2 separate regions of the Mus musculus genome follow, and region 2 is linked to region 1. Evidence: chromatin contacts called from public promoter capture Hi-C data. All regions are on one chromosome and are shown on one strand. The core of a region is the stretch at or near the end of the contact, and the rest is flanking DNA. Distances in the headings are between cores, read along the strand shown.

Region 1 (3,824 bases), core at 1,130-3,629:
AAAGACAACATTTATCTCTGTACCTTAGACCAGCTTCAACCTCATAGCAATCCTTCTGCCTCGACCTTTTAACTGCTGGGGTTACAAGCTAACCCCATCCACATCTTTAGCCCTTCATGGCTACCAAATAATCCAAGTACACCAAGTAGAAATTAAATTACTTAAGCCAAGTCTCTCTGATGTTATATTGTTTATCAAAAAAGAAAGAAATACTTATACTTATAGGCCTAATTTCAGAAAAGGAAAAAAAATAAAATGATACCATTCAATATCACATTTTACAAAAAGAAAAAAAAAAGAATGGTGATTGGTTAATAGCAAATATTTAACCTTAAAAGTTATGACCAGTCTCAGGTGTGGAAATAGTAAATCAGAGTGCCTGAAAGAATCTTGATGCATGGATTTGTAAAACATTTTAATTGATGAAGCTCGTTACCATTCCTTTCCATTCCGGAGTTAAGAGATTAAAAGCAAACTAACAAACATAGCCACCCTCCAACTTGAGAGCTTCTTTGTGACACTGTGAATGTTCTGAATGATGTCTCGGTGTTTCTGTCACAGTGGTCTTTACTTTATGATCAGTTTTCAAAGAAGTATGAAACTCAGTTGTGACAAAGGTGTTAGCAATTGCTATTGTGAAAGGCCTTTGAGAAAAGTATGAATTAGTTACCACAGGGAGACCTATGCAAATAAACACACAAATGAACAAATAGTTTGGGACATGGCAAAGGACCAGCCACAGGTCCTTGTAGTAGCCCAGTTACATCATACATGCAGTTTCTACACCTAACGCATTCGTTCTACTGTGGGCTCCAGATCACGTAGCATAGGAACTTCGTGCCTGCAGGATTGCCTTAACAGCCACTGTCGGTTTTTAAAGAATAGTGGAAAGAAAAACAACAAATTCTGACTCAATTCTTCATACATGCTGGTCAAATATTAGAAGTCCTGTGCATACCATCTAACTGAAATTTGTCCACAGTTTTAAAAGCTTTGATTCTTTGACACAAGGCAATAGCCGTGCATAAACAGGGACCAAAAACCTAGCCCGTTCTCTGGTGTACTCACTCAGGGGCCGCTTGTGCCGGGGTCAGCGTGGATGTATCTGCGGGGCCTCCCGTAGGCTTCAGCTCTTGATTGCCCTGCTTGTATTTCTTAATGAAGTCCATCAGAACAGCCTGGTGTCCAATTTTCTTTACCAGTTGCTGTACCATCCGATCATTAAGGGCCAGGAGTGTGGCCCCACTGACTTCTTCCTCTGGGAAAAAAGAAAATTAACTTTCATATCACTTTCCAGGAAAACATGGGCACAGAAAGAAGATAAAACTAGTTCTGGTTTTAAAACGATTATCTAAGCTTGAGATGGCAGTCACTGCATTATCTGTCAGGGCTCTAATACAGCATAGTTCCAAACTGAAGCCTGCTGCTAAGAAATCACCAGACCGCAAGTCCCAATAAAAACTGCGTTTGTTTGTTTGCATATTAATACCCCTTTTCCAGGCCAATTTTTACAGTCAACAGAAATAGAAGTCTTTCGGGGAAGCTATTTTTATAATACCTCCTACTTGCTATTTAACACTGGCACATCCCATACTGTATAGAACACGAGTGATTATGTAAGACAAAAGAAACACACAAAGTCTATGTCAAAGGTAACTTCCAAGAGTTTGCAATCATCTGGAAATAACACTCTCTTCAGAGGATGCTAGGTAAACTGGAAACTGCCTCAGTCTGTGGGAAAGAGATGAAGTTCCTCATCAGAACAGCTCCTTATCCACAAACAGGCAGACCCTAGGCAAGAAAAGCAGCTTTCACAACAGAGCGCACCCGCACGACTGCATGGCTCAAATAAAATCCACACAAAGTATACAAACAACTTACCTTGAAACCTGGGGACTAGCTCACCTAAGTTTTTTTCCACCAACCATTTGCAGACCTGATCAACTGACCACGTTTCCATTGCTGGATTCTTGTCAATACACCTGTAGAATAAAAAGTGGGGATAGCTTGCCTGCTTGCCTGTCTCCCTCCCTTCCTTCCTTCCTTCCTTCCTTCCTTCCTTCCTTCCTTCCTTCCTTCCTTCCTCCCTCTCTGATTATTAGTCTTTGATTAGATTTTTAAACAGTCAGCTTTCTCTCCTCTGCTAAACTCCTTTCAATACATGGCTTTAAAAAGAAAATGTTTCTACAATGCAACATGTAAAAGTTGCTAATAAATCAAATTGTTGCTTAAAGGTGGATTTTAGCCTATTTCTCAGTCTCATTTCTTCACCTTCTCCTACTTGATTTCCGCAGGCATCCGTCAGCTTCAATAGCAGACAGCCGGCACATACAATGGTACCCAATGCTGTACCATTAACACCCAGGTTTCTTCACAAAGAACAGAAAGGTGTGAAATCATCAGGAAGTGGTTGACATTTACAGAGGGGTGGGCAGGGGAGAAAGGGAGGAAGGATCAGATAAAAGTCTGACTGAGAGACGTAAGTAAACCAGGATGCCTTAACCCCTTGCTTCTCCCAACTAAGAGAGAGATGACCCACTGTCCTCACAGCTCTGGGCCAGCAGCAAACTCTTTTCTCAGGGGAAACTAGCCTCATGTGCCATTCTCCTGTCGTTCCAATGTTACTCCTACATACTGGAGTATGCTCTCAAACAGTACCAAACACTATTGTAACACATCTATCTGTCTGTCTATCTATCTATCTATCTATCTATCTATCTATCTATCTATCTATAGCTTTATCGGTTATAACATATATGTATATACACATATATGTATATACAAATATGTATAATATACACACATATGCATATTTATACATATATATGTATATATGCATATATATACATGTGTATACATATATGAAGATATAGAAATATGAGGATACATACACATGGGTATGCATATATCTTTATATATCTATATCTATGTAGTTAGTTGTGCAGGTCAAGTTAGGACATACCTGAAGATGTTAGTGTTGTCAAAGTGAAAGAAGCAAACACAGATTTTGCATGGATCACTCTTAACTACCCCCACTAACTTTGCACCAACAGACCAGTCTACCATCTTCCATAAATTTGTAATTTCCTCGAGGAAGCTTTTTTTCTGCATTTATAATTCAACCCAGGAGACTTCTAAGGAATTGATAGAAACAAAGTCAAAAACAGTCTTAAATTATTTTAACCCTTCAACATTATTTTCAACATTGACTTTTATTCCAGATGATTTATCATTTTTCTGTATGATACCTGCTATTTTGTAAAGACAAAGTGAGAAGGTTCCCTTGGTGGAATTGGAATATAGATGTGTTTGTGTGTGTGTGTGTGTGTGTGTGTGTGTGTGTGTGTGAGAACATCTTTGTAGTTTTTAATTTTGTGTTTTTAACTAAATTATAGTTACCAACATCAGAAAAATAATCCCCAGTAGGAAGAAAAAAAGATGTACCCAACATTCAAGAAAACCTGACAATAACAGCCTTCAAAAGCAGTTTCCTAGAAAACAAGAAACTTCAAAGTAATGGGCCACACACTCCTAAGTATCCACAAACACTGACTGGAAAAACTGAAAACAAGGGTTAAATACAGAGGAACACCTTTAGAATTTCAACAGTGGATTTAATTTGCTTCAACAAACAGTAGCCACAAAGCTCCTCCCCAGGCTAAGCAGCAATTGCAGGGTGTGAAAAGTCATTATTTGCAAGACTCTGGTGTAAATTAAAAATCACACCTTTCTGTCACACTTCTGGCTTCCTTGTGAAGAGTAAGAGTTAGAAAAAATTGAAGAGAGAGAGAGAGAGAGAGAGAGAGAGAGAGAGAGAGAACACA
Region 2 (4,174 bases), core at 213-2,712, 540 kb before region 1:
GAACTTGGGAGCTCACAGTTTGGGCTATTTTAACTGTCAGAAGGAAGACAAGCTAGGGCTGCTTACTGTTGGTTTGCTGTTGCTGGCTGCTTGCTGCTAAAAGATGAATATTTTACTGTCCTGCAGAAGCATGCATGGAAACGCTTGATAAATCTCAAAGGAAACAAAATGGTTACATGTGTAGCCCCAAAGCAACCACTCCCTTTGAACTTTGGAAATGAGTTTATCCAATGGCCTCCATACAGAGGGCAACAAGTAAGAAGCAAAGTTCCCCAGGCAAGGTCTAACCTTTCCTTTGATTTTTCACACGCCCCACGCGGTTAAGGATTTGGGAAACCAATGAAAGAAGGCATTCTTTTCTTTGGAAGGCACAGGCGTGAAGTACCCAGGAACAATAAAGTGTTCATTATCACCTTTAATATCAAGATGGAATTGGACTTACTGATAACTTTTTTTTTTCAATCTTCCAGGCCAATGTTTGCAATTTCTATCTAAGACTGGAGATTACTGGTTTCAGCTAGGGAGAAGGTCATTAAGGCGAGAAAGGAAGAGGCAGGGGAAAAACCAACCTTGAAAAACAGAACAAAGTACACAGAGAGGCAGAGAGGACTCTGCGACTCAATGGTCTATAGAACGTTTGCCCTATCTGCCTATAAAGTGATTTTACATTAACCACGCTCCTTCTACCAACAGAGTACTTACTGCCTGCTGACAAAAACTCCCCTTTGAAATCCCAAGAGTGCAGGGAGGGGTGTGTTTGGCTGTGCGAGTAATCTACACACACTGAAGAATGCGAACAGCACAGCCACAGGCCACTGACTTGGGCATTTTGCCCAAGCGGTCTGCTTTCAGAGAGAGGAGGAGGGTGCCACTCTCAAAACAGCAAGAAGAGTGACCAGCCTCCCTGCTATTTGGCAGACTTTCCCAGCTAACAGTTCCAGCGGCGTTTTGAGCCCATTCAAGAATTCCATCTCCCAGAGAGTGTTTCCGATACAGTCATTTGATCAGTCAGTATTTGCACATGCACCTGCTAAGCAACTGGTCGGAGCGCCACAGAGTCACCTCCCACACACCCCCGCCCCCGACTCCCCCCATCCTCCACTGGTAACCAGAAGGGCTCTTGCACTCGAGTAAATGAGATGCAAAGAACTAGCCAACCGCCTATGTTGCAGCGTCAGGTCAGGCTTCAAGTACAGAGGTGATTCTCTCCGCTCTTGACAACTTCCCTGTCACTTTGTTCCTTGGGCAGGTAGAGGGTTTTTGTTTTTCCTCCTTACCTGGAGGTGGCTTCGTCGCCTCCCTTTACATGGCTGTCCCCAGCGACCTGGTCCTTGCCGCTGGGGTGGTAAGCAGTTAGCACAACTCCCGAGGAACTCGATAGCCAGTTCATGGTGAGAGAAGGGGCATAATTTCTGGGATTCTGACACAGAGGGGAATGAAGTTCCTGTCTCGCCTGACCAACTTGCTCATTAGCAAGGGCCAGCCCCTCCCCTGTCCGGGCCAGCGATTCACAGGGAGAGAGGCGTGGCCTCTCCCGCAGAGCTTCCTGGCCCTGCAGTTACAGGCTGTGTGTGACTCACAGCTTTGTTTAAACCCGGCAATCCCAGGCTGCAGCAGCCGCCGCTGCAGCAGCAGCAGTTGTTAAGGGGGCCTGAGGAAACCGTGGTTAGGACAGAGTCTTTTCCCTTCCCCATGTGTTACTACTACCTGATTATTTCTGCTGCTTCGCATCACTCAAGGAAGGCATTCCTTAACCCCTTCAGGCATTCGACATTCACCACAGCCAAACCAAGAAGCCCAATCAAAGGTCACAATGCCATCTGGCCCACCAGAAAGGCTTTGCTTTCCGCTACAAAATATACTGTGTTATTGTGTGCCCTGCAATATCAAGCACACCTTTTTTTTTTTTTTTTTTTTTTTTTTTTTTTTTTTTTTTTTTTAATCAAACACTATTTGGGAAAAATAAACTTTAAACTGTCTACCTAATGCCTGTTAAAAGTTAACAGTCAGCTGGGCTTGGTAGCGCAGGCCTTTAATCCCAGCAGAGGCAGGCAGATTTTTGAGTTCGAGGCCAGCCTGGTCTACAGAGTTTTAGGACAGCCAGGGCTATACAGAGAAACCCTGTCTCGAAAAACCAAAAAAAAAAAAAAAAAGTTAATAGTCAAAATAAGAAGTTCCAACATTTGCTGAGAACCTATTACTTTCCAGTGGTGGGGTTGGGGGTATGCCCAAGAATACTCCAGCTTGTGCCAGACACAGATACACACACACACACACACACACACACACACACACACACACACAGAGAGAGAGAGAGAGAGAGAGAGAGAGAGAGAGAGAGAGAGAGAATATTATTAGAAAGAGTATAGCCAGTGGACAGGTGAAATATCTTGACCAAAATAAGATAGTAAGTGCCAGGAGATGCCCACCTAGATACCGCCTTGTTTAGTCAACTGAAAAAAGCAAGTTCAAACATCAGTTTTAAAAAATCATTTTCTGGGTTTCCTAGTCCTAAAAATTAAAAACAAAAATTCTTGCTCTTTGATATATGTGACAATCTCAATTGAAACATTTTGCTTGATATATATTTTATTATTTTACACACACACACACACAGAGACACACACACAACACACATTTAGATGAAATAGCCCTGGCTGGCCTGGAACTTTCTGTGTAGACCAGGCTGGTCTCAAACCATAGATTTTCCTATTTCTGTCCCCAAGTGCTATTCTTAGAACCATACCTTGCTGCTGCTGCTGCTGCTGCTGCTGCTGCTGTTGTTGTTGGGCTGGTTACTGATTTGCATGTTTGTGTGTCCCTCCAAGTGTTTGCTACAAATGTTCTGGTGCCCCAGAGGCTAGGGGAGACTGTCTGATTCCTCAGAGATGGAGTTATAAAGAAGTTGAAAGCTGCCCATCATAGTGCTAGGAACCAAATTCAGGTCATCTGGAAAAATAGCATATGCTTTTAACTACTGAGCCATCTTTCTAGCCCTGACTTTAGCCTTGAACTTGCTACCCAGTTGAGAACATTAAATTTGGGGATTCTCTGGACAAGTATATGCCAGTAGTCCTGCCAATTGCAACTGTGACTGTCAGTCTGTATGGGAGTGGGTGGGGAGACTGAACCCAGGCAAGGAAGCAACCAAAGGGTCTGAATCCCCAGTCACTAACTGAAATTCTTGCTTACCTTTGTGGTCACTCTTGGTTAACCGAGATAAAACTCCTCGATGCTTCTGATTTTGCCATTCTACACATATCTGGTTTATATTTTTCATTATTTAAGACTGAGAGATAACGTCATTCATATTTAAAATACCCATTGTCAGCTGGGTATGGTGATACATACCTTTAATCCCAGCACTGGGAGGCAAAGGCAGGTGCATCCAAGTTCAAGACCAGTCTGGGCCACACAGAGACCCTGTCTCAAAACAAACAAAAATAGACAACAACTACATAATATATCCACTGTCTTACTTGTGAAACATCAAGATCAAAAGCAACAAGGTGAGAAAAGGGTTCACTTGGATTACATATCCACATCAGGGAAACTGAGGCGGGAACTTAAACTGGGCAAGAACCTTGAGACAGGAGCTAATGCAGAGGCTGGGGAGAGTTACTACTTCCTGGCTCGCTCCATCTGATCTATTATAGAACCCAGGGCCACAGCTTAGGGATGGCACTGCCCACAATGGGCTGGGTCCTCCCCCATCAACCGCTGATTAAGAAAACGCCCTGCAGGGTTGCCTGCATTCATATCAAATCGTCTGCAGGCATAATACTGCCTGGAACAGGAGTCACATACAGCTGCCACCGTGTTCGTGCTATAAGTCAAACTAATGTCCTCTGGAAGAGCCATCGGTGCTCAGGACTGCTGAGCTATCATCCTGGCCCTTTCAAATATGTACTTCTTTTCAAAAATGTCTTTTCTGTTATGTCACTGTGAACTCACACACAATGCTCCTTTTAAAAGACACTGCCCAGACTGGAGAGATGGCTTAGCGGTTAAGAGCACTGACTGCTCTTTCCAGAGGCCCTGAGTTCAATTCCCAGCTACCACATGGTGGCTCACAACCATCTGTAATGGGACCTGATGCCCTCTCCTGGTGTGTCTGAAGAGATCGACAGTATACACACATATATAAAAGACCCTGCTCTATATTTCTCTCCCT

What was found. Promoter capture Hi-C pulls out the DNA fragments that hold promoters and counts their contacts.
Region 2: a promoter capture Hi-C map of stem cell-derived epiblast-like cells shows a contact between it and region 1, with 3 times the contacts expected there. The contact joins the promoter of Arhgap18 here to the promoter of Samd3 in region 1. A contact is called at or near these places in 2 of 39 promoter capture datasets (embryonic stem cells and stem cell-derived epiblast-like cells) and 1 of 115 datasets of contacts at active chromatin or transcription factors (memory CD8 T cells).

The regions. Positions count from the first base shown.
Region 1 is chr10:26,228,262-26,232,085 of GRCm38.p6, reverse strand. It overlaps Samd3 (sterile alpha motif domain containing 3), which reads right to left and starts at 2,379. Exons shown (of 11, transcript NM_001115154.1): 1 at 2,272-2,379; 2 at 1,882-1,982; 3 at 1,069-1,258. The coding sequence starts at 1,960.
Region 2 is chr10:26,769,800-26,773,973 of GRCm38.p6, reverse strand. Arhgap18 (Rho GTPase activating protein 18) reads right to left here and starts at 1,462. Exons shown (of 15, transcript NM_176837.2): 1 at 1,278-1,462. The coding sequence starts at 1,390.